Linked DNA regions of Mus musculus: regions 1, 2, 3, 5, 6 and 7 are each linked to region 4. A link is a contact called in public HiChIP or PLAC-seq, Micro-C and promoter capture Hi-C data. All regions are on one chromosome and are shown on one strand. The core of a region is the stretch at or near the end of the contact, and the rest is flanking DNA. Distances in the headings are between cores, read along the strand shown.

Region 1 (4,274 bases), core at 263-2,762, 420 kb before region 4:
CCTCCACAATTCTGAGCCTCCACCAGCTTTGGTATCGAGCTGCTAATCCTCTCAATGAGGTCACAAAACCTGTGTCCAAGGGACACTCTTCTCCCACATCAGCAGCACCCCGTCAACGTACGAGGCTGTGAGGCTAGTCACACACAGTCTCAACTAATTCTAGGAGACCACAAAGGTCCTGACCTCTCCCCAAGACAGCATTCAACCACTCCCCCAAATCCACCAAGATCCAGACAAAGGGACGTAAGGTGGCAGGAAGGGTTCCGGTAGTGTGTACCTCATGAAAATCTCTGCGATCCGGAAGCCAATCCCAGAACCACCACCTGTGATAAAGGCCACTTTGTCCCTTCAAAAACAAGAAAATGTAGTCATTTTTAAATATTTATTTGTTTTACCAGTATGAGTGTTTTGCCTGTGTGCCTACAGAGAGTTGAGTCCTCGTGTGGATGCTGGGAACCAATGCTGGGTCTCCTGCAAGAACAGTAAGTGCTCTGAACTTATTCAGCCATCTCTCTAGTCCCTAAACTCTTCTTTGAAAACCATGTTTTAGCTTGATGGGGGATGCATGCCTGTAATTCCAGCCTGTGAGAAGTGGAGACAGGGGGACCAAGAATTAAAAGCCAGCCTGGTCTACAGAGAGAGTTCTAGGACAGCCAGGGCTTCACAGAGAAACCTCATCTCGAAGAGCTTTAGATAGATAGATCTCTGTTAACTCAAGCTCAAATAGATAAGCGGCCCGTGGAGAACTTTCACTCCATGAACTTCTACCCAGTTTCGCTATGAAGGAAAACATGCTCCTGCTAAACAGGTACTCAATGAATTTGCAAGACATAAATCCCCAGCCATAAAACTGCAATCTTTAAAGTCGGTTATTTTTAGGCTCCCTAGAAGTTCGGAGGTGAAGGAGTTTATTTAGCCTAAAATTTTCTGCGTAGTAAGTTACCAAGAGAGACTTGTTTTCAAAAGTGAGCAAGCGCCGGGCGTGGTGTCGCACGCCTTTAATTCCAGCACTCGGGAGGCAGAGGCAGGCGGATTTCTGAGTTCGAGGCTAGCCTGGTCTACAAAGTGACTTCCAGGACAGCCAAGGCTATACAGAGAAACCCTGTCTCTAAAACAAAACAAAACAAAGTGAGCAGCTTCCACCCTCAGTCCCTCATCCCATTCTTCCAGAACCCCAAGAAACTTCAGGTCTACGATTGCCCAGGAACGGAGTACTGAGCATCTGTCCTCTGTGATGTCACATCCAGTGGCAGATTCGTTAAACCCTGTGCCCCAAGTCTGGATCGCCCCCTGGTTCCCTGCTTTAGCTCACTGGAGAAGATCCGGGCAGAAGAGATGGTGGTATTCAGGAAGACAGTCATCCCCCTCAACGTCGGGCGGCGGCTGGGCCATGATTGCTGCGTGTCCGGGATGGCAAGGACAGTGGAACCAGGAACCAGATCTACCTTTCCAACGCAAAACGCAGCGTTCTGCAGGTTGCTCGCTCCGCCCAGAAAGATCCAGGACCAAAGTTCTGCCCCCACATCAAGCCGCCCATCAGACGGGGGTGGGACAGGGGCGCCCCACCCCAAAAAGGTGCCTGGGCCCTTCAAGCCTTCCTATCACAGACCCTCCCGCAACTCCCAGCCTCCAGCCCTTCCCACTCGACCAGGCGGACACCCCGCCCTCGGTGGCGCGCAGCCTGCTGGGACTGAGAATGGGAGGAGGCACTGATACAGAGGCCCAGAGACGCTCCAGCCAGTTAAATGCCCGGTTCCTTTCCCAGTTGGTGTCTGTGCAGCCACTTAGTCCATATACCCAAGCTGGCCGGGCTGCGTGCTATCAGCTGTGGAAGTCGGAACTCCAGATGAACACCGCTCTTGGACACTACCTCCCAGTGCAGAGAATCTGGAGCTTGCAAACCCAATAGCTCCCTCTCGTGGCTAACCCGGGTGGAAAGTCCAGAGTGAACCTCTTGCTGGCTGGCAAGAATCACTGCACTGAAACTCAGAGAACCAAGAACTGGGTTCCATTGTCTAGATGTCAAAGAGTGAAATGACTTATCAAATTAGCCACAGAAGCTGTCATGATGTACCTGCAACTGAATCAGTGACTCTGGGATCCGGGGTGAGATGTGACTTACATGTGTCAATGTGAACATAAATGGACATCAGGCCGTGGTGGTCATCATGGACAGCATCAGGTCGGGAGTGGAGGATACTCTTTTGTGCCTGGGTTGCATTGAGGGAGAGATGAGAGTAGCCCTTGGAGTGTTAGGCTCTGCTGTTCCAACTTCAGGAGACCTGATACACAATACCCACAAAGACTGGTGTGTACTCCTACTGAAGGCTCGCTCACTGGGCCTTGAAGAAGCCTCAGGTCCGGTCTATTCTTTACTGCCATCCTCAGACAAATCAGATGGGCAGGAGCTATACCAGCGCCCGCAAAAGAACCCCAATTGGATTCTCAATTTCATGGGCCCTGGATTCTTGCTTGGTTCTTGCATTTACCCAAAGTCGAGGGATCCTTCCTTTCTTTACTCAAAGCTCTAAGCTTCAGGCCTAATGTTTTATACCATGCATAAAAACACTCATTAAAGTGCTTGAGTAAAGCAATTTCCTCCACATTTGTCATGACTATGGGACATCATGGTGCATCATTGCTCTGGTGACCTATAGCTTGGCCCTGTAGTCGTGCCAATGAAATAAGTAGAATACGGTGGTAGCTGGGACTAGGGGAGTAGTAATCCAGGATCGGCATTATACACTGGCCTTAACTCCTCACCTAGGACTTTCTACTCCCCTGTAGGAGGTAGGTAAACTGAAAGCAGGATCCCATCAGGCTTGCTGTCACTGCCCATGCTGGGGGCAGGGGGACCTTTCAGTGACTCGGCTGTCCTGAGGTCACCCATGTTTCTGTGGCCAATCTCTCATCCACGGTCCCATAAGCCAGTCCAACGAACTCATGGGTTCACCAACTGGAAATGGTTGGAATTGTTACTCTAGTCTGTTATTGGTGCCCTAGAGGGGGTGAACAAGCATTTGTTCATATCTCCCAGGAAAGGTCACACAGTGCTGAGATAGCAGAACTAGTAAGTAGACCATTTCCATTTTAAGCATAAAATTTTAATGTCTCTCCTTTGAGGCAGGTGAAGTCACCTTTGACAATGCCCCAAAGGTTGTCTGGCACTTTTGTACACAAGGACATGGTCCAATATTGTATTGACTTAGGATACAAAAAGGCACATAGAGTTGAGGCTTAGACTCCCCTGGGCTGGAGTTGGGTAGAGCGGGAGTAGGGAGTGGTTTGGGGACATGGGAAGCATGGGGGCTTGACTTCTTGTTGACAGAGGTAGTAGGTCATGGGTAGACCTGAAGTGCAGAAGGCAGTGCAAGCCCTCAGGCAGGGTAGCAGCTGCTGTGGTGACCACCATCTGCCCAGTTCAACAGTTCGCTGCTCTGAAACCACAGCTCGATCTCCCTCTGGGCCCCATCCACAGAATCGCTAGCATGGATGACGTTCCTGTGAGAGGTGGAAAAGGTGGAGTCTGTGGTTGAGTCCAGTTTAAGTCTGGATTGGGACCCCAGGGCTATCTTGCCTCTAACCTGCTGCCCTCTGTCAGGGAACAAGGTGACCGTAGAGAAGAGAAGGAGATTTTGGAGTTGGTTATGGTGCTACAAGCCTATAACAAGGGCACTGAAGAAGCTGAGATTGCAGGACTGCCTTGAATCGTGGCCAGTCTGGATTAGAGAGGGAGACCCTGTCTCAGAATAGAAGACGGGGGCTGGAGAGATGGCATGGCAGTTGGAGCACATCCTCTCTTGCAGAGACCCAGACCTTGGTTCCCAGCACCCAAATACAGTGGCTCACAACTACCTGTAACTCTGGCTCCAGGCATCTAGCACCCTCTTCTGGCTTCTGCAGGCACTACAGGCATATGCACACACAAAGATAAAATAAAATATAAATAAATAAATAAATAAATAAATAAATAAATAAATAAATAAATAAGGGAGACGAGAGCCAGAGATGAAGCTCAGTTGGTAGAGTGCTTGCTTGCCTGGCATGCACAAACCCCTGATTTTGATCCCCAGCACTCGGTAGGCAGTACTAGGCAGAGGCAGGGAGAGTACAAATTCATGGCTGCGCTCAGCAATATAATCAGTTTGAGACCAGCCTAGATTACATGAGAAAAATGAAGGGAAGGAGGAAGGGGAAAGGGTGGGCAGTAAGAAGGGCTGGACATTTGCATCTCTCCTGGCCTCAGTTTCTCCCAAGCTCAGAGGCCAGCCTAT
Region 2 (3,720 bases), core at 1,094-3,593, 390 kb after region 4:
AAGAAAGGAGGGAGAGAGGGTGGGAGAGAGGGAAGAAGGGAGGGAAGGAGAGGAGAAAGAAGGAGAGAGGAAAGGAAAGAAGAAGGGAGAGATGGAGAGGGGGGAAGAGAAAGGGAGGGAGGGAAGGAAGGAAGGAGAGAGGGAGGAAGAAAAAGAGGGAAGGGGGGAGAGATCCATTACTACAGGATGAAATCTGCCAATTTGCTAACCACAGTCCTCTCAGAGTGTGTACCCATGGAGGATACATGACTGTGTTTCTTGGCTGTGGGACTCCCTTCCAAAATGACCTGTTCTGGCAGATACAAGGTCTGCTGAGAGGGTGAGCGTGTCAGAAGGCTGGCCAGGGGAGGCCAGGGGAGGAGGGTCTGGGACCTTTGCCCTCAGCTGTACCTTTGTGAGTTCTGCTGGCTGGGACCTGCCAGGCAGCCTGTCTCTCTGGTCACCAACACCTCAGCCTGTCAGGAGGAGGCTCATTCCCTCTGCTCAGTACAGACACTGCAGCCCCAGGAGGGAGGGAACACAAAGGCCATATCTAGCCCTAGTCTCCTGCTGTGGAGCTGTGTCTACAGTCTAGGCTCAGATGACAGAGACAGAATTGAGCTCTGGATGACAGCTGGACTCGGAGCTGTCAGTCTGTCGGCCAGGGAGGGTGGACACACTCCGGGCTTGCTGGTTCTGCCTAGAGAAGCTCGGCCCTGACGCTATGCAGAACCTCTATTTATAATTTCCCGTGATAACAGGGCCATTCATCCGCGCTGTTGGCCCTAATTGCGCCGGAGCGGGGGATGACAGCTTAATTATGAACCTCACAAAAATTGAACTTGGGCTGTATCAACAAAGTCCAATCGCTGTCACTCAGGGGTAGCTCTTTGCCCTTCATTGTGGCAAAGGGCACTTGGAAAAAAAGAGAGAGAAAAGAAAAAGAGAAAGAGAAAGGAAAAGCTTGGCCGAGTTCCATTTCCAACAGACTTTTATTTTCTGGCTCCAAAGCATCCCAGTTTGGGAGACAGAAAGAAGCCCTTTTCTGTTTGCTGGGGAGGTAGCTGGCTGGTCACTGCCTGGTTGGAGTGGTGCCCCCCCACCCCGGAGATTCGGGATATGAGCATTAAAAAGGGGTCTTGGGGATTGCTTGTTAGGGATTGAAAACCGGGTGCAATTCAGCCCACAGATGTTTTATTTGGCAAGCAGAGTTTTCTTTTTTAAACTTTAAAAAACGTTGTGGTAAAATCTACATCGCACAAAATTAGCCATTTTAGAGCCCTCAGTTCCCTGCTCTGTGACTTTTACAGTATGGCCACCAGCTGTCTCCCAAGTGTTTTCACCACCTCAGAAGAAACCTCTGTACCCGTTAAGCCCCAATTTCCTGTTCTATCCCTCCAAGGCCCTGGCCAAGGCATTCTGGTCCTGATGTTGTGGATGCAGCCACTGTGGCCCTCAGTGTCTGGCTTGGCACCACATCTTTCCCTCCCGAGGGAGGTTCCTTCACACTGTCTCAGCACAGGAGAGGCTTTGTCCTGGTTCCCGGCCGCCTTATGGAGACACAATTCCTGGCTGTGTCGTGCATGAAGCCTTCTCTACTTTCTCTTCCTTGTCCACGGTCATCCATTGTGTCACCATGTCAGAATCAAATGAGTTGTCAACAGTGAGCTGAAGTTCACAGAAGAATGGAACAGCTTTACAAGCCTATGCGTCCCTGCTACCCAGCGCTGGGAGTCTGGCTGCCCTGGCTAGACATGAAGGAACAGAGGCTACTCAAGCCACTGTGCCCGTGAAGATCACAGGGTGACAGTGTCTAGGGAGAGCCACCTTCTTGCTCCCCACCACTGTTGGCTTTTTCTGGCGGGGAGAGACAGTAAGGATCAGGAATTCTGTCTTAAGGGAGGTATGACCCCTGCTCATGGGAGGCCCTGCCCTGGTGTTTGGTTACTCTGTGCTTTTGCCCTTTGTGTTTCTCTTGAGAGACACACCAAATACTTGCGTGGTCTTGGTGGGCAGGGTCTGTGCTGTATTCTCTTAGGCTGAAGATCTGGCTGTGTTACATTAGGTGCCTAGATCAGGCCCAAAGGACTCTGTGGGAAAGCCTGCCTGGGCTTCTAAGTAGGGAAGGAGGGATTTGAGTGCTTGATGTGGCTGCACCTGAAACCCTGATGGTTTTGGTTTCCTGCTGGAGATGGCAGCCAGGGCCTCACATACATTGAGGAGCAGTCTTTACTGAGCTGCACCCCCAACCCAGCTCTTTCTGTTGTATAACTCAATTTGGCAGCACATTGTGTTGGGAATGTGTTCTGAGACATGCAGTTAGGCAGTCTCATCACCATGGAAACATGCGCTTACACAAACCTAGATTGTCTAGGTCAGGCACTAAGCACGAATGACTCCTTGATGCCTCTAGGGAGTGTGCAGTAAATCCAAATGGCTGGGCTGCTGAGAGCACGGCATGGTGTTATGCACTCGAAGCCGACAGCAGAGACGGAGCTGTGGCAGCCACTTACCACAAGCACTGTGTGCAGACCACAATCACAGTGGCTGTCCTTTGTGATCCTGCCAGTTGTGCAGGTTTGTTTACACCAGCACAGCTACAAAGTGCAGCCTTGCACTGGCTGTATCACAACAGGCATGGCCACAAAGGGCCCTCTTCTACTATATTCCTATGGGACCACCATCACATATATGGGCTTCTTTCCTATTTCTGTGATAAGACACCATGACCAAGGCAACTTATAGAAGAAAGAACATATTGAGGTCTCTCAGTTTCAGAGGCTGAGTCCATACATAGCATAGCGGGAAGCATGGTGGCAGGCAGGCAGGTATGGTGCTGGAGCTGAGAACTTACATCTGAGAGCCAACCATGCAATAGAGAAAGCTAACCAGGCCTAGCGTGGGCTTTTGAAACCTCCCAGCCCATCCTCAGTGACACACCTCCTCCAACGAGGCCACACCTCCTAAGCCTTTCCAAACAGTTCCACCAACTGGGAACCAAGTATGTAAACCCATGAGAGCTTTCTCATTAAAACCACCATATGGTCCATTTGTCACCTGGAGAACAAGCATAAATTTTATCTTTTGTCCCCTTAATGTAGTTTCATTAATCCCCCGAAGTCTACAAAACACGGCTTGCTGTTGTCATAGTTACTGGTCATTTATGGAGGATGGGATGGAGGTTAGGGAGGTGACTCCTATTTTGAGTAGCTGGCCTTGGCATTTAACAAGCATAAACACCTGTGCACCTGTGTTTAAAGTATCCAGGAAAGCTGGAAAAGTTGGAATCGTAGGGAAATACACTGAGAAGCCCATCACTCACAGATCACTATCCCTGAAGCTGTAAGAGAGTTTAAGGTCCATTCACATTTTCTGTAGTTCTGTTTCCCCCTGGCAGAAGTGGAGAGTCGTTCTTAGCATCTCCCTGAGTCCAGGGACGTGGGGAGGCCACAGGCTCCAGGCCACTCTGCTGCTAGAACTTTGTCCTGAAGGCTGCTGTCAGTCTCCTCTTTCACGACGGCCCCCCTTGTTCATGCTACCACTAGGTGGCGCTGTGGAATACTGACCAGCTCCTCTAACTGGATGTGAGAGGGAGACTACATGGAAGGACACCAGCTGTGAACACGCAGCTGCTTAACGTGTGGGTACCACTCAGGGCAAGTGAGGAGGGTGTGGACCCTGCAGAGAGAGGACTGAAAGTCGCAAATCAACGAAGGGGTGATCATGAAGAGCTAATAGGAA
Region 3 (3,682 bases), core at 547-3,046, 370 kb before region 4:
TCTACATTGAGGAAAAGAATTTCTGCTCATGAGTTTGGGTTTTTAAAACTCTTGATTCCTGGCAAGAAACATGAGCAAATGCCATGAAAATTTAGTTAAAGCTGCTAATGGCAATTCTGGGAGGAGCAAAGGCATTTCAAGGCTCTCAAGTGCTGTCCTTTACCCTCTCATTGCAGAAACTCCCTCAAGGTCTTCATAATTTAATCCTTTTACCCCTATTTATAATTTCTCCCCCACCACACCCCCCCCCCCCAGCACTCCTTAGCAGGCCGTTGCATTTCCTCCAGGCTTCCTGATTCCCTTCCTGTCCCTGCAGGGCAGGGGTCCCGAGGAGCTGGAGGCCCGAGGGCCCTACTCTGGTCCCAGGGCTTGGGGATACCTACCACCGTGGGCCAGCAGGAGGATGGACGTGGACTTGATCCCGAGAGCCTGGCCTGGCCGCAGCAGCAGCTCTACAGAATCAAGGCAAGCATTGGGGTCCGGGTTTGGGAGTGGGGAGGATGCCCAAGGCCAAGGCTATCTACTGCTCACTCAGTGGTCGTGATTGTTTCTTCTAATGGTATGAGGCTGAATGGTCTGGGTCAGGGGCTGCTAGAGAGTCTCCAGTGCCCAGAGGCCGGAGGACCTGAGGCTGCATTAGATGGACAGAAGTGAACATGAAACTTGTCCTGGCATTTGAGGGGGGGGGCACTATCTATACCCCAGCCCCAGACCTGAGGCTCAGTGATGAGTCTAGGAGGGGAATTTGTCAGGCTTGGTCACCCTAGTAGCTATAGTTCAAGTGGTTCCTTCTCTATACATAGCAATCCTGGTCCTCGGTACTGTGCTAAGTCCTCTTAAGGGACAGGTGGCAGGGTTAGGATCACCCCAGTCAGCTGTGGGTTTAGAGTCTGAAGCCAGTACTACTGCTTTTGCCTGTGAGCCATGAAGAAGGGACAAGGCAATGAGGGAGAACAATGTCCAGAACAAAACATGGCAGTGGCACTGGCAGCAGCAGTATAAAAGCATGTAGATGGCAAGTGCAGATGCAGCCAGTATAGGGTGGTATGGGTACCAGGAGTCCTCTGGCCAAGGTGAGGTCTGGGTGGGTGCGTACTAAGCCTAGGTCACAACTTTTTGTCTGCAAAATGGACTACCTGAGAGGTGTCAGGGGCTGATTTGACTGGTAGATGACATTCTTAAGTGCAGTAATTACTTGTGTTCACATATTTCTCCTTGGGATGTGGCTGACCGAGGGTTGAGACCTGCCAAGTAGAGAGTTGTGCATCTATGTTCCTGTGGTGGGGCAAAATGGAGTTGACTCTTTGCGCTTGCAGACTTAGCAAGAGATGCCTTGCAGACATTATAAGTGTTATGTGTGTATTTGTGTGGAGGGCGACCAGCTACCCAGAAACTCTACTCTCTCAATAGCATCTGCGATCAGATATGAGTGGTCTGCCTTCAGTGTACTGGCCTAGGGTTCAGTGATGGCTGTGGTTGTTGAGCGCGCTCAGGGCTGTTTCCCATGGCACCTTTCGGGACGAGCAGTAGTCGTTGCCCCATTGGGCATCCTCCGCGGCTACGTTTCTTTTCAGCGGCACTCCTAGTTCACGCCCCGCCTTCACCACCGCAAGACAGTGCTTGGCTCCTGAGTACGCCGCAGTCCCGCCTTTCGCTCAAGACTCTGCCCCTTACTCTTCTTGTCCTCGGACTCCCACCCGCCCCGTGTTAGAAGCTCCGCCCCACACCGTGGTTCTGCCTCTACAACGAGACCCAGCCTCCGCAGCAGTCCCGCCCCACACCACGGCCCCGCCCCCGCACTTCCGGGCGGCGCCGGCGGGGGCGCTCAGGCCTGGGCTTCAGGGCTCTGGGCTCAGGCTCCCGGCTCAGGGAAGCGCTTGCGGCCGCCGCCGCAGGAGCCTGCTGGGGTCGGGCTGGAGCCTGGTTCCAGAGAGGGCTGGTGAGAGTGAGCAGCCGGTTTTGGCGGCGCTCTGCGGCCTGCCTTGCGCCGCCTCCGGGCCACGGGTCGCCGAGCCGCCGCCGCCGCCGCGATGGGGGCCCCCCAGGGCCGCGCCCCCGCCGTGGCCCGCCCGCTGAGCCGCCGCTGAGCGCATGGGCCTCGCCGGGCCGGGAGCCAGGCCCCGGGCCGCGCCTCCACAGCCGCCGCGCGCTGGTGAGTAGTGGGAGCCGACGGGCGCGCTCCTGTGGCGCGGAGGCCTGCTGCCCGGGGCTGCGGGAGTAGGCCGCGCTAGGCCGGCGTACGCGGACCCGGAAGAGAGGGGCGCGCGGGTTGCGGGCGGGAGGCGTGCCGGAGCGCGGCCCCTGATGTGCGAGGTTGTGCCCGGCGTAGGGAGACCTGAGATCCAAGGGGACGTTGAGCGGAAGAGGTGGCAGGCTCCGCAGTATGAGTAGAGGCGTGGGGACTGCATGGTATGCTAGGTATATATGAGGAGAAGGGCTTGGGGGTGGGGGGGGCGATGTGCCAGGGACAGGACGATAGTAGGGCATGGGGAAAGCAAGGCCTGTTTGAACAGGACCAGGGACTAAGGAAAAGCAAGGATTCTAAGAATGATGTACAGGTGGGTGTGTGTCTGCCGAGTGTGGTGTACTGTTGATGGGTCTGGGACACATTTAGGATATGGGTGAGTGGGTGCTGAGAAGCTGCTGGTGCTAGACTGTGTGTGTGTCTTCCTTTGCGCTATCCCCTAGTCCCTATGAAAAAGTAAAGTAGGGACGAGTAAGAACAATCCAAGGAGGGCACTCTCTGGTGTGGTTTGGCTTGCCAGATAACCACTTGTCCTGGTGTTCATTGCCTTACTTAATAATGCTCCCCCCAAACAAAACAAATTCACCCAAAACCAAAGCCCAGAGCGAGCATTTTTAGTTGGGCATAAGGATTTTTTTCGGCTCATCTGAAGATAACTTGTAAAGAGTTCGCAATAACTGTGTACTCCTCCCCTTTACTCCAATGCGTTCCTTTACTCACAGTCCGTTTTGGAGAACATGGAGTCTGACTTTACCTGAGAGAGGCAGTACTAGCTGGTTTCAGTTTTAGAGCCCACTTCAGGGCCGAGAAAATATAGGGAGCACAGAGATTTTGTTTGATTTTTCAGCAGTATTGACTTGTCCTACATCTTTCAGAGAAACACCGTTACGACTTTATGTGATGGGGGACTGCACTAGATATGAAATGAGAGTCCTGACCTTTCAAGAATTTAATCAATGGCTCGTTAGTATGATAGTCATATTATTACTTCCACGTTCCACCTAAATCATAAGCTTGGAAGCTATACTTGAGTATAAGCAATATATACAAATACACCCAGGGCTGTGTGTTTTGACAGTGTCAAAGGGAATTTTATATATGATATCAGGTTTATATATTACCTTTATAGAGTCACTTTATAAGTCTTGGTTGCAGATTTGAGGCTGGATTTGGTGCAATGGGCTTTAGATTCTTACTGAATTATCATAGCTGCTTTATGTGTGGTATTTCTGTGTGCCTTAAGTGTTAGATGTTCTCTGTGGGAGCCCAGGGGTTATTGGAAATTGGGCTGTTTCAGTGTTAGTAATTTTGGGGAATGTTTCGTGTTCAGGTACAGGTAGCCAGGAGTGCAGGCCCCTTTTTCCTGTGATGATATCCTAGATAAGAGCATAGTAGACACGATGGGCTGGTGTGATGTTTTAGATATCCAATGTGCTT
Region 4 (3,841 bases), core at 1,077-3,576:
GTTGGGGGGTGAGGGGGGTGTTAAATAAATAAGGACCAGCTCCCATGAGCCTCTCCCAGAGTTATTGCATTGCTCCTCCCACAGGAGGAGTGGCGACCCGGTGGCAAGTGAAACTCCACACCTCCCCTTGCCCTTCAGCAGCTTGGAGAGGTGGTGATGGGGCTTTTAAGGTAGTTCAGGGCACTGTTCGTGGGGTGGACGGGGATGGAAACAGGGAAGTTGAAGACTGTGGTAGTAGAGGTGCCCCGGTCAAGGACAGCCATGGCAGGGCTCCCAGCTTCAGCAGAGCAGTGAGGGGCTAGCACTTGGGACTCAAACTGCAGCAGCTGGCCCATGAAGCTGAAGTTCGGGGAGATGATACTCCGCCTCTGCTTCACAAACTCAAAGGCCTCGTCCAGCTTTACCCGGTTAGTCCTCATGAGGTAAGCAAGGCAGATGGTGGCTGACCGGGAGATGCCGGCCTGGCAATGAACAAACACTCTCCCTCCAGCATCCTTGATGGAGTCTGGAAAATAAAGTTATGGGTTACTCAAAAACTCAGAACAGCTGAGCCCAGATCAAGGATGGCTAAGAAATGTCTTGTGTCCTGTCCAGAAATGGCCAGGGTCTGCCTCTTGCAGTCATGCAGACCCTATGTGTATACTATGCAAAGGATAGCAGGGGATTTAAACCCGGACTGGGTATCTACACTTATAATCCTGGACAAGACAGTCAGTTCAACTGAGTCTCAGTGAGGAGGAAGGCTTGGGTGAGGATCATTTAAGCTGCCACCCAAAAGACTGGGCTCAGTGGCTACAGTAGGGACAGAAGCAGAGGTTCCAGATAGTTATTCCATTTACCTATGAAGTCAATAGCCTCGTTGAACCAGGAGCTGATGTCTGCCTTGTGGTTGTCCTCCACAGGGATGCTCTTGTACTGGTAGTGACCCTCAAAGTGGTTAGGACAATTGGCTGAGACGTTGATCAAGGCGGTGATGCCCAAGGCGTCAAGCATATCCTTCCGAGAAGCGTGATAGGCACTGCCCAGGTACAGGAAGGACAGGATCTCCACTGGGCCCCCCTGAAGTCAAAAAAACAGTCCAGCATTCGTCAAGCTCGTCCAGCGTGAGCACCAGTACCCATGCCCACAAAAACTCCCCGCTGAAAACGGGAGTTTCTGAAACTGGTGACCTCAGCACTGCTGTTGACATATTAAAATATTCGTAAAGAATCAAGCCCATTGGCCTGGACAGAGCCAACAAGCTCTTCCGTGCCAGCAACTGGGAGACTCAGCTCCATCCAATTGCTTCATGATGGACTAAAGATCCTCGTGTCCCCGCTAGTATAAATAAAGCTGCAGCCGCTTTCTATATCCTCCTGGCACAATCCTCCTAGACCTCTGCCAGCTCTGCCACCTCCCTGCCCTGCATGGACCCGGACTCCTACTAACCTGATCGTAGAGAGGGGTACTACAGGAGCTGCATCCGGATTCTGCACTGTCAGGCACACTAGTACTCAGGGGGAGGCTGAGCCCCGTGGGGGTGGACTGTTTGCTGCACAGCTCAGGGCAGGAAGCCGAAAACGCTTCATATCCTCCTGAGAATACAAAGGTACATATTTTCTCATTAGCACCACCGACACAGTACCTGGAGACAAGCCACTCACCCACCAGGGGCTGCGAGTTTACAAGGAAGGCTTAAGGAAGTCTTTGTTATGGGAGTGAAACAAAGCCACTGACAAGCCCCTGGAGACTGGACGCCGGCGCCCCCATACTCCAGGTGGGACGCCCCTTCCCTAGCTGATGGCATAAGTCCTGCCAGAGCTAGAGCGTACCTTGGAGAAAGAAGACTTGAGTGGAGCGCGCCTCTCGGCAGAGCGCGCCCGCGGCCAGGGCCAGGGTGCCGTCGCGCTTGGCGCCGTCCAGGGAGGCGCTGCGCTCGTCCAGCAGCACCACGGCGTGGTAGGCTCCGGCCAGCAGGCGGCCACGCAGTTCAGCGTTGGGCACGATATGCTCCAGGCCCATGGCGCCCTTGGCGCGGCGCCGCACGATGGTGCTGAAGCGCACGTTCACTGAGCCCGCGATGTGGCCGGCGTTGAAAGCGAAGAAGGAGCGACAATCCAACAACAGGCACTGCGCGGCGCCCTCTCGCAGCAGCGCGCGCAGCCCCCCGGCGTCCAGGATGCCCACCTCCATCACCATGGCCAGCCCCAGCGACCCCAGCGTGCCCGTTCTGCGGTTCTCCAGAAAAAGTCGGTCGATCTTGTGCGGTGTCCTGTGGCCCTAAGTCCCCAAGTGCTCGCTGCTCCTAATCTGGCTTCACCGCGCTTTCCTCCCGCCAGTCCTTCACTGCGCGCTCGTCCGACGGAGCGCGGTTTTATGTAGCCTCTCGGGGGCGGTCCCGGGCGCGGCACAGAAGCGGGGGGTGGGGTGGGGGTGGGGGAGAACGGTTTGTTTGTTTGAATGGCAGACACGTGACCGGGCGGTGACGTCACCCGCCCTACCGAGCTTGGCGCCGCCAAAGCCAAAAGCAAAGACGTCATCGGCCTAGGAGCCTCTCGGCTCTGAGCGCTGGCTCGCAGCCCGGCCCCCACCCTCCTGTCCTCTGGGCTCGCAGGCAGGACGGCGCGCTGCCAGCCCGGGTGGCCAGGACGCGCGGCCTGAGGACACCTGCCCTGCTCCCCTCCGCGGGTCTCCGCCGAACGAGCGGGGCCACTCCTGGTATCACGTTCTCAGCTGGCCCGGCTCTGGCTGCTGGAGTGGTGGGCGTGGCGAGCTGAGCGGGAAAGGGGAGTGGGTAGTGAGAGATGACTAATTCGGTCTATAGCCCTCTGGCTATACCGAGGACAAATGGCGAGAGTTGAGACGTCCTTCTTGAATGTCACTTTAAAAGTTTTACGCTGAACAAGGGAATGCTTCCAGTTAGTTCCCACCCCCCACCCCGGAGTGTTATCTTTACCGCGGTGGTCCCTAGAGGACTTACTTGGAGCAAAGGGAGGAGGGTTGCAAGATCTTTGGAGCCCAGGTTTAACATTGGGGTTGGGGGGGTGGGGTGGGGGAGACTTGGGTAGAGCTCCACAGCGCCGCCTAGGGACGGCCCAGAACATTGTCGTCGCGTGGCATCAAGAGGATGCTGCTAGCCGCTGCTCCTCTGTCCCCCAACACAACTTTCTTTTGTTTTGTTTTGTTTGTTTCAGAGAGGATCTTGCTGTGTAGCTCTGGCTAGTCTTGAACTCATAGAGATCCTCCTGTCCCTGACTTACTAAGGATTAAAGGCATCTGCCCTCGTGCCTTTCATCTCCACTGAACAGAAGCTGAGCACACCAAGGACTCAGGGCCAAGAGCCTTGAATCCGCCACTCTGTGGGACAAACTGTACTCATCACACCTGGGAAGACCGAAATGGTGTGTGTGTGTGTGTCCTTCCACAAAACTCCATGACTACAGGGTAGGCAGTGAGTCCGCCGCAACACCACGGAGTTGGATACACAAACATAAACATTGCACCACTCTGAAGGGGTGCCGAGTCAGGAACATTCTGCGGTTTCTTCCTCTTTGCAAGGGGAGGTGTCTTACTACCATGTGTCTTTGCCCAGCAACGTCCGCTTTGGCCTCTCTTAGCTCTTGCGCTCTGCCTAGATTCTTCTGTAAATTCAGAATACGTTATTTTTAAAGGGCGTTTTTACATTCCTTTGAGCATTGATCCTAAAAGAACAGCAAAGAAATCTTCAGATAACACCACCCTCCCTACATCTCAGAAGAGCGACAGAAAGAAAAAAATTATTTGTTTATTCTACTTATTCAGCTGAGGACCTCAACATATTTTTTGCATTGAATCATAAAATGTTACAGCTGCTGCCTTTTCA
Region 5 (4,092 bases), core at 1,076-3,575, 470 kb after region 4:
CACCTTCTTCTCTCACTTCATCGTTCTCCTGACTCCAAGCCCAGGAACTATAGACCCCACCCATGTCTGTTCTGCCCAGCTGTTGACTGTCAGCATCTTTATTCATCAGTCAGGGATAACTTGGGGAACAAAGCCACATGGTATCACTGGGTCTACATGTGGTCTCAATTTAGCACAGCAAAACACCTCAGTATATGTAGCATATACTTGAGTATTGAAGAAAGGTTGAGCCTGCCCAGCTACCTCCATTTGGCCTGTAAATTTTAAGGCAGGGTTAATGTTTTGTTTTGAGAGTCTCTGGCTGTCCTGGAATTTGATTTGTAGACCAAGCTGGTCAGGAACCTACAGAGATCCTCCTGTCTCTGCCTCCTGCGTGGTGGGATTAAAGGTGTGCCTGACACTCTTTAATCTTTATAATACTTGGTTATCTTGTGAGACAGATGCTGTGTTTAATCATTACCTGATAATGTCTTTTTGTTCTGGACACATCTTTGCTGAGCCCCTCAGCAATCTTACCTGTTAGTTGTGTGGAAACATTAAATTGGGACTGGAAAGGTGACAGTTAACACTTCTGCTCTTACAGACGACTCAGGTTCAATGCCCAGCACCCACATGATGGCCCACAACTGCCTATAACTCTTGCCCCAAGGGACCCAACTTCCTCTTCTGGCCTCCTATGGCACCAGGCATGCACATGGTGCACAGATATACAAGCAGAAGGAACACTCATACACATAAATGAAAATTTAATAAAGATAACCTAGGCATTGTTGACACGTGGCTTTAATCCCAGCACTCTGGAGGCAGAGGCAGGTAGATCTCTGAGTTCAAGACTAGTGTAGCTAAAGAGCAAGTTCCAGGACAGTCAAGGCTACACAGAGAAACTCTGTCTCGAAAAGCCAAAAATAAGAAGAATAGAAACAAAACTGCAAGTATAGATTGAGATTGTTGGGCTGAGCTGAGCGTGGTGATGCAGAAGGAGCAGCAATTCAAAGTCAGTGTCAGCAAAGTCACCTTAAAACCCAGTTTAACGACATCCTGAGCTATACAACACTGTAAGGACAAAAAGAAAAGAAACTTTTGCCAGATCCCTTTTCAAAACAGCACCCCAAGAGATCAGGTGCTTTCATGAAAAGTGACTTGGATAAATTACCTATGTCCTTCATGGCAAAAATCAAGAGGTCATGTGACCCTTATCTTGACTCCTTAATCATTGTTAACATACAAGGCATATATTCTTAAACTGTATATGTGTGTGTTTTATTGCATTTATTGTGTGTGTGTGTGTGTGTGTGTGTGTGTGTGTGTGTGTGTGTGTGTGTGCATGCTGCTTGCGTGTGGAGGTCAGGGCAGCTTGCAGAGTCAGTCCTCTTCTGCCACATCAGTGTGGAGCTCAAACTCAGGTTGTCCGCCTCAGCAGCAGCACCTTTGTCCACTGAGCCATCTTGCCAGACCCCTGACCTGCTGTGTGACATGTACTTCCCTCCCTGTGCTTACAGGAGTGTTAGTCATAGTCACGTCATCCCATACCTTCATCCCTGTGTCAGGTGTGTATCACTTGAAGTGAGAACACACAAGGAGATGTGTCCCTTGGTTATTGTGCCGCCATAGGAACACTGCAGAGTGCTTATGCAAACCCGAGTGCTGTGTGGAATGTAGGAGTGTGAGAACCTGTGTGGCTGAAGACGTGGCACATGCCTCTGACATGAATACACTGTGGAAACTACTCACCTTCCATATAGTCCCGTGGAGTTCAGCCTGATCTCAGGCTCACCAACGATGGTCTTGAACTCCTGATCCTGCTTCCACTTCCGGTGCATGGATGGCACTCATGGCTCATTCCCACCCCCAAAGGGTATGGTGTTTTTCCTGTTGCTGTGACCAAATACCTGGCAACCTACAGATTTATTTTTGGTTTCCAGTTTGAGGAGACACAGTCCATCCTGCTGGGAGTTGGGGAGGGGGTGGGAGGCAGCACACGGTGGCTGGATGCTGCATTACAGTTGGAGCAAGAAGAGGTAGGTTCTGTTATTCCCTGTGATCAGAACTTCAGCCTGTGGAATGACACTGCCTACACCAGGGTGCTTCCCCCCACCCCCATGTCAGTAGAACCTCTCTGGAAAGCCTCAGGCTTGTGTCCTAGGCTTTCTAAATCCTATCAAGTTGACTAGCTTAACTGTCACAGATGTGAAGGGAACTCTAACACACTCCATGACACTATGAACCACTGAGATATTCTGCTACAGGAAATGAACCAGCCACAAAAGCACAGATGATTTTCTTCTGTAACTGGCAGAGTGACAAACGTCTTTGAAAACCTGTAGAGGCTGTTTAAACTCATAGAGACCAAGCACTGTGCATGCTAGAGAACAGTAAGAGGGCTTTTGGCTCATAGGTGTGTGGCTTCTGTTTCAGCAGAGAACAAAGCTCTGGAAGTGGGTGGATGATGGTGATAATTTCACGGCTGTGTGAACATGCTTAATGTCAAAACTATACACAGACAAAATGGATAAAAATGGTAAACATTATTAGCTGGAATAAAAAAAAAAAAGAGCCCCCAGTAAATGAATGGATGAAGGCATTAACGTCAGTGGCTGCTACATCGCAAAAAGACAAGCAGACATTATGTTCCACTTGCAGAAAATGCCACCACCACATAGGAGTTAGTATTGCCAAAAATATCCACAGTGAAAATGATGAAGCCTTAAATGCTAGCACACACACACAAATGTCTGGGGCCAGGAAGCATGATAATAAGTCAACAAGCAAAGCTCTTGAAACTGAGGACAGACAGCTCAGCTTGACACGAAAAAGTGCTTTGCAAGAAGGGAAAGGATGGATTTAAAAGAATTTGGTGGCTGGCTGTGATGGCGTCCACCTCTGATCTCTGCTCGGAGAAGGATCTCTGAGAGTTACAGGCCTACGTATATATAGCAAGTTCCAGGTCAGTGAAGCCTGAATAATAAGAACCTGCCTTAAAAATAAGCACACAGAGGAATGTTAGTGGCTGTAGAGATGACTCAGGTGGTGGTGGGCAGAATGCTATGCTAGTGTGAGCTCAGATCCCCAGCATTTGAGAAAAGCTGTATGTGGCCTTTAATCCCAGCACTCGGGAGGCAGAGGCAGGCAGATTTCAGAGTTGGAGGCCAGCCTGGTCTACAGAGTGTGTTCCAGGATAGCCAGGGCTACACAGAGAAACCCTGTCTCGAAAGAAAAAAAGAAAAAGGAAACGTAAAGAAGTGATAAGGTGAAGAGCCATAGAGGAAGACGACACCCAGTACCATCCTCTGGATGGATGTTACACACACACACACACACACACACACACACACACACACACACACAGACACACAAAGCATGCACAGGTAACCACACCCTGACACACAGAGGATATACAAATAGACACAAAACAATAGAAATAGTTTTTAAAATATAACTATTATGGATCACAGTTTTTGGTTTTTCGATACAGGGTTTCTCTGTGTAGCCCTAGCTGGAACTCACTCTGTAGACCAGGCTGGCCTCGAACTCAGAAATCCACCTGCCTCTGCCTCCCAATTGCTGGGATTAAAGATGAGCGCCACCACTGCCCGGCATGGATCATAGTTAGGAAATTATTATTATTATTATTATTATTATTATTATTATTATTATTATTATTATTATACCTGAGACAAGGTCTTCTCCTGCAGTCTAAGCTGGCTTTGTAATTGCCCAAGATCCTCCTGCTTCTTCCTTCCTAGCACTATAACTGGGGTCATGTACCACAAAGACTAGTGCAAAAGTGGTTTTTCTTTCTTATTTTTTGAAACAGAATCACCCAGGCTTGCACTGAGAGTGGAAATCCTTCTTCCTAGCTGCCTAAGAGTTGTAGTTCGAAGTGTGAGTTGTCAAAGCCAGCTTTAAAATTATATATAAATATACATAATTTTACACGTATATATGTGTATGTTCAAAGCCATGGTATTAGAACAGGGACTTATCTGAATGGTAGAGAACATGCTGAGTGCATTCAACACCAGCTAACATGAGCTTAAGCCTGGCTGCTGAAGATGAAAGGATGAGAAGATAAACAGGTTAGAAGGGCCACGA
Region 6 (3,709 bases), core at 606-3,105, 400 kb before region 4:
TCTTTTGCAGATATTCCATACCTTTGATACATAGACATGAAAATTAATTTTATTTTTCTATGGGAGTGGCCTAGGAGACCAGAGGAGCTTATCTGATCCCCTAGCTGGAGTTACAGGTGGTTATGAGCCACTTAACATGGATTCTGGGAACTGAACTTTCGTCCTCTAGAAGAGGAGCAAGGGCTTTTAACCTGTGGCTATCACTCTCTCCAACACAAGATGTGAATTTCTCTCACTCAATTAAAACATCCCCCCCCCCCCACTTTCCTAACACAGTACATCATTCCCAAACAAAGCACAATATTTTCCTTTTTTTTCTTGAGGAGAAAGGGGAGGTGTTGAGAAAGGAGTTCTTGTGTAGCCCTGGCTGTCCTGGAACTCCCTTTGTACCCGAGGCCGGCCTTGAATTTAGATATCCACTTGCCTTGCCGGTGGGTGGGGCCTTTCTTCCTTCCTTGTGCTGAGATACAGGTGTGCTCTGCCCCACCAGCCCTTTCTCATGTGACCACAGTCACTTTCAGTAGGGGTGACCACTTTATATATGCATCTACCATTAGAACAGTGGGTGGATGCAGCCCCACACTTCAGTGAACCCTGGCAGGATAACAAAGGAAATAGTTTTCCTACAGGCTGGGGCTATTTTTGGAGAGTTCGGAGGCTCCTTGGGGACATTCCTTAATTTGGGCCCCATCTCCCCAAAGAGCTTTTTGATCTTTGTTTGGCAAAAGGATAAATATGCTCCAACTTTTTAACATTCTCTAACACAGGAGGTGGTCCTGTTGTTCTAATTTGCATAATGTTTTAGGAATCCTGTAGCATGTAGCACTTTGACTTTTTTCCCCCAGCTTTTCAAAACAGGGTTTCTCTGAGTACCTGGAACTCAGAGGTTGGTCTGTCTCTGCCTCCCAAGTGCTGGGATTAAAGGTGTGCACCATGACCACCCTGGTCCCTTATCACTTTCCTGAAAAGGCAGGTAATACTGATGTGGGGAGCACTTTACTAGTATCTGTAGGTCAGGCTGGCCTCACTCTTGGTGATTTTCTTGTTCTAGCCTTGCCAGCACTGGGACTTCAGCTGAGATCCACTGTACTCAGCTTTTCATGATAGGCTGCAACCTGACCTGGTGTTATTTATAATTTTTTTTTCTCAAGACAGGGTTTCTCTGTGTAATAGCTTTGGCTGTCCTGGACTTTATTTGTAAACTACCCTGGCCTTGAACTCAGAGGTCTGCCTGCCTTTGCCTCCCCAGTGCTGGAATTAAAGGCACGGGCCACAAATGTTTGGCTTATTTTTGTACGCATGTTTTTAGTGCATTGTTTTACTTTTGTTGTTGCATCGAACCCCTCTGAAAAAAGCCTCAACTTCTCTTTTTGGGCTTTCAGTTTGCAACCACATCTTTAACATGTTTGGAATATATCCCTTTGGTACCCAGAGTAGTTCATCTGACACTGACATGAAACTCGGTTACTCAAAGTGCACCTTCCCGTTTCCATTTGGTCTCTTATACTTTTGCGGCAGTTTATGGTTATGGTGTGAGGGGTCCTGAGAGCAGCTGGAGGTTCGGTTCTTCCAGGCAAGGTCAGAGTGCACCTTCGGGCGTATATGTCACGTATACGTGACATCTGTCGTCTGGTACCCCAAAGCGTTCGACAGGACCCTTCATCCTTTGCCGCCCACCCCCTCAAGCTGAGTGATCCCCAGTGAATCCGTGTCCCCTTCCAATGAGACCTTTTCGGCCCCCTGCTGTTCGCCTCCACTCTGGCCAAGGTGACGCGGTCCAGCATCCTCAGGAACCTAGACCGCAGGCCGGCTCCCTGCGGGGCGGGGCCTCGGAGGCGGAAGTGCCCGGGGCGCTGGCGGCAGGTCTATCGGAGCCATGGGAGCTCCGGGCAGAGGCAGTGGCGGCGGCCGCAGAGGCGGCGGGGGCTGCCCAGGCGGGGGCGAGCGGCGCGGGACGCGGGAGGGGTAGCTCGGGCTGAGCGCCGAGCCATGGGCCGGGTTGGGGCCGGGGGCACAGCGCGGGAGGCAGCGACCGGGTCACTGCTGCTGCTGCTGCTGCTCCTGGCTCGGCCTCCGCCTGCCGCCGCCAGCAACAGCAAGGAGAGCGGTGAGCCCGCGGGCCTACAGCGCCATCCGCGGCGCGGGCCGGGGGCGGGCGGGAGGCGGGGATTGTGACTCACGGGGGGCACCTGTGCGTTCACCTGGCGCGGCGTTGAAACGAGGTTCTCATCTTGGGTTGCGCCCCCTGCGGGGCATCCGGGCCAGAAAAACCCCCATGCCCGCTTTTCCGTTCCGGGCCCGCCGAGTTCGCTCACTTGGAGCGGATTCTACCGGTCCGTCTCTCCTGTGCTTTAGAGACGCGACTGTGGCACCCAAGAGCTGGGAGGTAGAGGAACCTATCTCCGAAGAATAGCTGAACCGTGGTGACGCAAGGGACAGTATCTGGTAGAAGGGTTGAGCTAGAGAAAGTTGGGCAGACCCTGGACTAGGGGGGGTCTAACCAGCATTATGTTCCTAATCCAATCCCAGGAAGGTCACTCTTGATTGCTGATTTTGCTTCTCACCGACTGTGCTGCCAGCTGGCCCTAGAGAAGCTGGCTGACCAGAATGGATGTAAAGAAAGGGTACTCCCTTATAGGGGAGCTTCCTAACTGCTTTTTGTTATTTCTGCTCCGCAAGTGGGAACGCACTGGACTACAGTTTAAGGAGGCAGTTAGATCTTTGACCCTCTGTGTTCTGCCTACCCGCAGACATTTAGAAATAGGAAAGATGAGTACTTTCCCTTCTCTTGCCCGGCGGGAAACTCCCCGGGAGACCTTTGTGCTACCTGGTGTTCCTTGGACCTTTCCGGATGTTGACTGTACCTCCCATTTCCACCCCCTCCTCCCTTGGAGCTCTTGTTTCTTTCTTTTTTATTTATTTATTTATTTACTTATTTATTTATTTTTATTATATGTAATTACACTGTAGCTGTCTTCAGACACTCCGGAAGAGGGAGTCAGATCTCATTACGGATGGTTGTGAGCCACCATGTGGTTGCTGGGATTTGAACTTCGGACCTTCGGAAGAGCAGTCGGGTGCTCTTACCCACTGAGCCATCTCACCAGCCCCTTGTTTCTTTTTTTAAAGATTTATTTATTTATTATATGTAAGTACACTGTAGCTGTCTTCAGACACTCCAGAAGGGGGAGTCAAATCTCACTAGGGATGGTTGTGAGCCACCATGTGGTTACTGGGATTTGCACTCAGGACATTTGGAAGAGCAGTCAGTGATCTTAACCGCTGAGCCATCTCTCCAGCCCGGAGCTCTTGTTTCTTTGAGGGTTGTTGTTTTTGGTTTCCGAGGAGTTGGTATAGTTTGAAATGAAAGGCAGTGTTCCCTAAAGACCTTCTGATAGATTGCTCCATACCACATCCTATTTGTTCCTCCTTCTCCAGCCCTGGGATTAAGCCCAAGTGAGAGTTGATGGCTGGGTGGGGGACAAGTGGCTCTGTGGCCCTGGCTGCTTTGACGTGTGGGTAGTATCTCTGACAGTTGCTGGGGTTTGGAAGGTGTGGGGCAGAGTACCTTTGCTTAAATTCTCAGGGAAAGTTCAGGACTTTCTTTTCCCACTCTCTACTCAACCTTATGCCAATGGGGGTGGTGTGTGGGGCAGGCAGGGCTCACCCTACCATGCCAGTTGTCTAGGTCATATGTGTTCAACAAAGT
Region 7 (4,255 bases), core at 238-2,737, 410 kb after region 4:
CCTTCCTGAGCCAGCTCCTATCCCAAGGCTGCAGGGGCCAGGTCAGTCCATCCCATGTGTAAAATCTCACAGGTTGGTTTACCTTGCTGTCAAGCTTCATGCCAAGAAAGATAAACTCCCAAAACAGGTTTCAGTAGAAGACAAACTCATATTCTATCACACAATAAAACTTTTGCTTTTTTTCTAGAAAGTCACTAGGGAAATACTGTCTAGTTTAAAATTATAACCAGTTTGTAAAATTATAACCAGAAATTTTTTAGTGTTCCCTCATTAACATTTGTAGACTTGGAAACATCTCAAGTAAGAGGGCTGTAGATTTACAACTTGGTGTCAAGAAACATACTGTTTATTTACCCAGTTATGTATGTATGTGTGTATGTATGTATGTATGTATGTATGTATGTATGTATGTATGCAGGTATGCATGTGTGTATTTCTTTATTTAAGACAGGGATTCTCTACAAAGCCCTGGCTGCCCTGGAATTTACTTTGTAGACCCGGTTGGCCTTGAACTCAAGAGATCTGTCTGCCTCTGCATTCTGAGTACTGGGAACTGGGATTAAAGGTGTGTGCCACCAAGCCTGGCTTATAGTTTTGTTTTGATTTTTTAATCTAAAAGATTGTTTATTGACCTGGGCATGGTGGCACAGGGTAGCCCTGGCATCTCTAAGTTCAAGGCCAGCCTGTTCTACAAATAGAATTCCAAGACAATCAGGGCTACACAGAGAAACCCAATCTCGAAAAAACAAAATAAATATATAATTTATGTTATTTATATATATTATATATGCTTATATATAATAGGTATTATTGAGTATATATTATGTATATGTGTAAAGATATGTTTATGTATATAATACATATTGTTTATGTATAATATATATTATTGGAGGCAGGAGGGGCACAGAAAACTTTGTGGCGAATTAGTTCTCACCTTCCACATTATATGAGTTTCAGGGATAACCAGTTTGCTATCCTCCCGGACCTGCTCTAGACTTATGACTTTATTACATCTCCAGATATGGGCTCCAATTTTTCTTTTACTTTTTTTCTTTTTTGAGGACAGGTCAGCGCCATCAACCAGCTCCCACTTTTCGGACCTGAGAAAGCGGACCAAGAGCAACCTCGGTTTAACAGTCTCCAGTCTACAGGTTTGTCGAGGAGGTGTGCAGGTTCAGCAGCAGCCGCTAGGTGGCGCTCGCTCCGCCCCGACACCGCTCAGGCACCTTTGCACATGCGTATTGCCTCCCCCACGCCACTCCTCCACACACGCGCACTTCTGACGCAACCAGAGGCCTAGCTCCGCGCTCCGGAGGGGGAGAGGGAGAAATAAGGAAGAGCGGATCCGGAAGTAGGATCCAAGGGGTCTAGTTCTCTTGCTCCGGCGGACTAGAAGAGTCGCGACTCAGGGGGCGTGGCCCCGGAGGCGGAGGGCGCCGTGATTGGCTCGCGACCGCAGCGCCGGCGCGGATTGGCCTCTGCGGATTGAAGTGCGTTGACTGCGCGGAGGTTGAAATTCAAAAGTGACTGGTGTGGCGGATTGGCTTGGCCGATTGGCCTGGCGAATTGGCCTGGCTCCGACGTTTTGCGGCGCGAGCCCTTGAGAGGACGCGGGTCTCGTCACCCTGCCTGCTGCCTTTGCATCCCTTCCTGTGCGGACCACCATGGACGTGCAGGCGCAGGTGAGTGCGGCGGTGACGGCCTGGCGCCAATAGCGGAGGACGCAGGCCGGCCGCCCGGAGACCCGAGTCCCGGGGACAGGTCGGGGCAAGCCGTCCTGCAGGGGAGGGTCGCACCGCCTCGCGCCCAGGACACCAGCGGCCGAGTCAGTGAGGGCACACACACACACACACACACACACACACACACACACACACACACGGCGAGGTCCCAGGACAGTCGCTGCGACGTTGGTCCGCCATTCCAGTCGTGCAGGCGCTACCATCCCGTGTCCCTTATCCCCCTCCAGCATTTCCCATTTCGAATTCTCAAGCGGATTCGACATGTTTGTGCTTCTCAGTTCTTGCAGATCGCCTTGTGGGAGAAGCGAGGGTTCTGAGAGAAGCCTTGTCGCTTGTCCGCAAAGTACATTTCTTGCTGATATCCTGTTGTGTTGCTGCTGGATCGAGATAGAGGAAGGGGAGAGGAGAAATGGGGGCATCGGCCCAGAGGATCCTTATTCCCTCGCCTGCCTCTTCCTTTTGCTCATTTGGACTGCTGACTAGTTTATGGGGGTGCCCTTCTCCACCACAAGCATCTGAGGCGTATGTGTGTGGTAATTAATGGACTGATCTCTCTGGTGTCAGGAAAGACCGGCCTGCATTCTTTGTTTACCAGCATTTCAGTCTAGACTGACTCACAGTCGGTGTTCAGCTTGAAGAGACTTTCTGGTATACTCACAGCCAAAAGGGAGAGCACTGCACTGTGACAGGTGACAGTTAAAAAGTAAAATAGTTTTTCTCAGATTTGTTCCTGCAGTATTTGCCAAGCATCTTCTGGCCCTGCACAGCTGTACTTATGTAGGAGACAGGAGTCCTAGCTACCAGTGAGCTGACAGTCCCTGGGGAGACAGACATAATACAATTTGTATCTCTATTGGGAGGGAGTGAAGGACTGTAAAGGTTCAAGCAGATGGAAGGGGAAGAAGAAAGCTAGGAGGAGCAACATTAAGGTACGAGTTAAAACTGGAAGGAAGAGGTCTGTGGTGCAGTGCTAGGGAGCATCCAAGAAACACACCTGGGTCTATAATCCCCTGAACCAAAAGCAACAAACCATCCTGAGGTCCGTTGTGCACCTGAGGTCACCTGTGAGGAGGCTCAGACCAGAGCTTGGAGATTCAGGCCATTGATACATTGTCTCCAAAAAAAAAAAAAAAAAAAAAAAAAAAAAAAAAAGAGGAAAACAAACCCAAAAGAAGCAATATATATTTGATCTAGTAACCTGAAGCTGGTAGCATGCCCAAGTATAGCAGGGTTTGCTTGCTGATTTTTTGTTGTTGTTTTGTTTGGTTTTGTTGGGGTTTTTTTGGGTGGTAGTGGTAGTTGTTTTCCCTGTGTAGCCCTGGCTGTCCTGGAATTTACTCTGTAGACCAGGCTGGCCTCAAACTCAGAAAACCTCCTGCCTCTGCCTCCCGAGTGCTGGGATTAAAGGCGTGCACCACTACGCCCGGCTAGTAGTGCTTTTCAATTAGTAATAAAGTTGGGTTTTTGTTTTTTGAAATAGGGTCTTACCATGTTACTTTGGCGAGTCTAGAACTGGCTAGAACTGGTCTACCCACTGCTGCTTCCAGAGGGTTGGGGTCACTGCTCCTGACTTTGTTGTTGTTTACTTTTTAGGAAAATGTATGAGAACCAATTTAGTGAACATCTTTCTTTTTTATATACATCACTGTCAAGGTGTGACTTTTGACATTATGGTGTAACATTGTTCTCTACAAACTCTGCCTTCCACATAGCTTAGCCTGGGATGCATATGGCTGTGGCAGCTAAGGAATTGGTTACTGTAATTGGTTACTGTACTGGCTAGTTTGTGTCAACTTGACACAGGCTGGAGTTATCACAGAGAAAGGAGCTTCAGTTGGGGAAATGCCTCCAGGAGATCCAGCTGTAAGGCATTTTTTTAACTAGTGATCAAGGGGGGAGGTCACCTTGTGGGTGGTGCCATCTCTGGACTGGTAGTCTTGCTCTCTTCTATAAGAGAGCAGGCTGAGCAAGCCAGGGGAAGCAAGCCAGTAAGGAACATCCCTCCATGGCCTCTGTATCAGCTCCTGCTTCCTGACCTGCTTGAGTTCCAGTCCTGACTTCCTTGGTGATGAACAGCAGTATGGAAGTGTAAGCTGAATAAACCCTTTCCTCCCCAACTTGCTTCTTGGTCATGATGTTTGTGCAGGAATAGAAACCCTGACTAAGACAGGTACTTTTTAAGTTATAGAGATGCTGCAACCCCCTTGTCCTGTCCTGTCCCTAACACCACCCCATCCATGTAGCCCAGACTGACCTGGAATTTTATGTAGCTGTGGATGGATGGCCAGGACAGCTTCTTTTAATGCTTCTAGCCAGAGAGTCAGTGAGTTGAGTGCAAAGTTTAAAGTGCACACGAGCTGAGGGAGACTGGAAACAGTGGTGGGCACATGCTCGGGTTCACTGCCAGACAGTTCAAGTAGTGCTGCAGCTATCAGCTTGGAGAGCTTAGGATTTGCAACCAAAGCTGTCTGTTTATTTACTCTGGGGTGTGTGTGGCTGCCAGTGAATGCCCT

The links. Promoter capture Hi-C pulls out the DNA fragments that hold promoters and counts their contacts. Hi-C and Micro-C count contacts between places; a contact is called where the count stands out from the background. HiChIP or PLAC-seq counts read pairs in DNA pulled down with a chosen protein or histone mark.
Region 1: a FOXA1 HiChIP or PLAC-seq map of pancreatic cancer cells shows a contact between it and region 4. The contact joins the promoter of Decr2 here to the promoter of Dusp1 in region 4. A contact is called at or near these places in 5 of 39 promoter capture datasets (the 3T3-L1 cell line, hippocampal neurons, liver and 2 more), 2 of 115 datasets of contacts at active chromatin or transcription factors (memory CD8 T cells and pancreatic cancer cells) and 1 of 9 other capture datasets (macrophages).
Region 2: a contact with region 4 is called in a promoter capture Hi-C map of hippocampal neurons, with 4 times the contacts expected there. The contact joins the enhancer-like site here to the promoter of Dusp1 in region 4. A contact is called at or near these places in 13 of 39 promoter capture datasets (the 3T3-L1 cell line, 3T3-L1-derived adipocytes, the C10 cell line and 8 more), 1 of 15 datasets of contacts at CTCF or cohesin (the NIH/3T3 cell line), 4 of 484 Hi-C or Micro-C datasets (the G1E-ER4 cell line, the N1E-115 cell line, cerebral cortex and 1 more), 18 of 115 datasets of contacts at active chromatin or transcription factors (DN3 thymocytes, the NIH/3T3 cell line, acute myeloid leukemia and 15 more) and 2 of 9 other capture datasets (adipose tissue and embryonic stem cells).
Region 3: a Micro-C map of the G1E-ER4 cell line shows a contact between it and region 4. The contact joins the promoter of Axin1 here to the promoter of Dusp1 in region 4. A contact is called at or near these places in 3 of 39 promoter capture datasets (hippocampal neurons, neural stem cells and pre-B cells), 2 of 484 Hi-C or Micro-C datasets (the G1E-ER4 cell line and double positive thymocytes) and 3 of 115 datasets of contacts at active chromatin or transcription factors (bone marrow-derived macrophages, memory CD8 T cells and pancreatic cancer cells).
Region 5: a promoter capture Hi-C map of pre-B cells shows a contact between it and region 4, with 2.0 times the contacts expected there. The contact joins the enhancer-like site here to the promoter of Dusp1 in region 4. A contact is called at or near these places in 6 of 39 promoter capture datasets (the 3T3-L1 cell line, the HPC-7 cell line, HPC-7-derived erythroid cells and 3 more) and 5 of 115 datasets of contacts at active chromatin or transcription factors (effector CD8 T cells, large pre-B cells, memory CD8 T cells and 2 more).
Region 6: a FOXA1 HiChIP or PLAC-seq map of pancreatic cancer cells shows a contact between it and region 4. The contact joins the promoter of Pgap6 here to the promoter of Dusp1 in region 4. A contact is called at or near these places in 2 of 39 promoter capture datasets (liver and pre-B cells) and 4 of 115 datasets of contacts at active chromatin or transcription factors (bone marrow-derived macrophages, memory CD8 T cells, microglia and 1 more).
Region 7: a contact with region 4 is called in a promoter capture Hi-C map of neural stem cells. The contact joins the promoter of Kifc5b here to the promoter of Dusp1 in region 4. A contact is called at or near these places in 3 of 39 promoter capture datasets (embryonic stem cells, hippocampal neurons and neural stem cells), 1 of 484 Hi-C or Micro-C datasets (B cells), 3 of 115 datasets of contacts at active chromatin or transcription factors (large pre-B cells, memory CD8 T cells and stem cell-derived neural progenitor cells) and 1 of 9 other capture datasets (liver).

Annotation. Positions count from the first base shown.
Region 1 is chr17:26,088,652-26,092,925 of GRCm38.p6, forward strand. Decr2 (2-4-dienoyl-Coenzyme A reductase 2, peroxisomal) reads right to left here and starts at 1,513. Exons shown (of 9, transcript NM_011933.2): 1 at 1,313-1,513; 2 at 278-346. The coding sequence starts at 1,392. It overlaps Nme4 (NME/NM23 nucleoside diphosphate kinase 4), which reads right to left. Exons shown (of 5, transcript NM_019731.1): 5 at 3,094-3,501. The coding sequence ends at 3,378.
Region 2 is chr17:26,892,223-26,895,942 of GRCm38.p6, forward strand. No RefSeq gene overlaps it. Among named protein-coding and RNA genes, the nearest start is that of Gm41555, 6.6 kb to the right of the region's middle. Within about 2 kb of position 2,344, at least 47 of the 459 cell types and tissues checked have an H3K27ac peak or open chromatin away from gene starts, as enhancers often do. A contact at or near this core is called in DN3 thymocytes, the N1E-115 cell line, cerebral cortex and 2 more, where this site is marked.
Region 3 is chr17:26,136,890-26,140,571 of GRCm38.p6, forward strand. It overlaps Axin1 (axin 1), which reads left to right and starts at 1,797. Exons shown (of 11, transcript NM_009733.2): 1 at 1,797-2,152. Gm46600 (a long non-coding RNA gene) reads right to left here and starts at 1,863. Exons shown (of 3, transcript XR_001782196.2): 1 at 1,512-1,863; 2 at 384-452.
Region 4 is chr17:26,506,146-26,509,986 of GRCm38.p6, forward strand. Dusp1 (dual specificity phosphatase 1) reads right to left here and starts at 2,327. Exons shown (of 4, transcript NM_013642.3): 1 at 1,812-2,327; 2 at 1,429-1,574; 3 at 840-1,059; 4 at 1-505. The coding sequence starts at 2,178. The coding sequence ends at 135.
Region 5 is chr17:26,978,981-26,983,072 of GRCm38.p6, forward strand. No RefSeq gene overlaps it. Among named protein-coding and RNA genes, the nearest start is that of Zbtb9, 7.8 kb to the left of the region's middle. Within about 2 kb of position 2,326, at least 47 of the 459 cell types and tissues checked have an H3K27ac peak or open chromatin away from gene starts, as enhancers often do. A contact at or near this core is called in the HPC-7 cell line, effector CD8 T cells, memory CD8 T cells and 2 more, where this site is marked.
Region 6 is chr17:26,111,461-26,115,169 of GRCm38.p6, forward strand. It overlaps Pgap6 (post-glycosylphosphatidylinositol attachment to proteins 6), which reads left to right and starts at 1,856. Exons shown (of 13, transcript NM_021793.2): 1 at 1,856-2,107. The coding sequence starts at 1,990.
Region 7 is chr17:26,915,604-26,919,858 of GRCm38.p6, forward strand. Kifc5b (kinesin family member C5B) reads left to right here and starts at 1,488. Exons shown (of 11, transcript NM_053173.2): 1 at 1,488-1,682. The coding sequence starts at 1,665.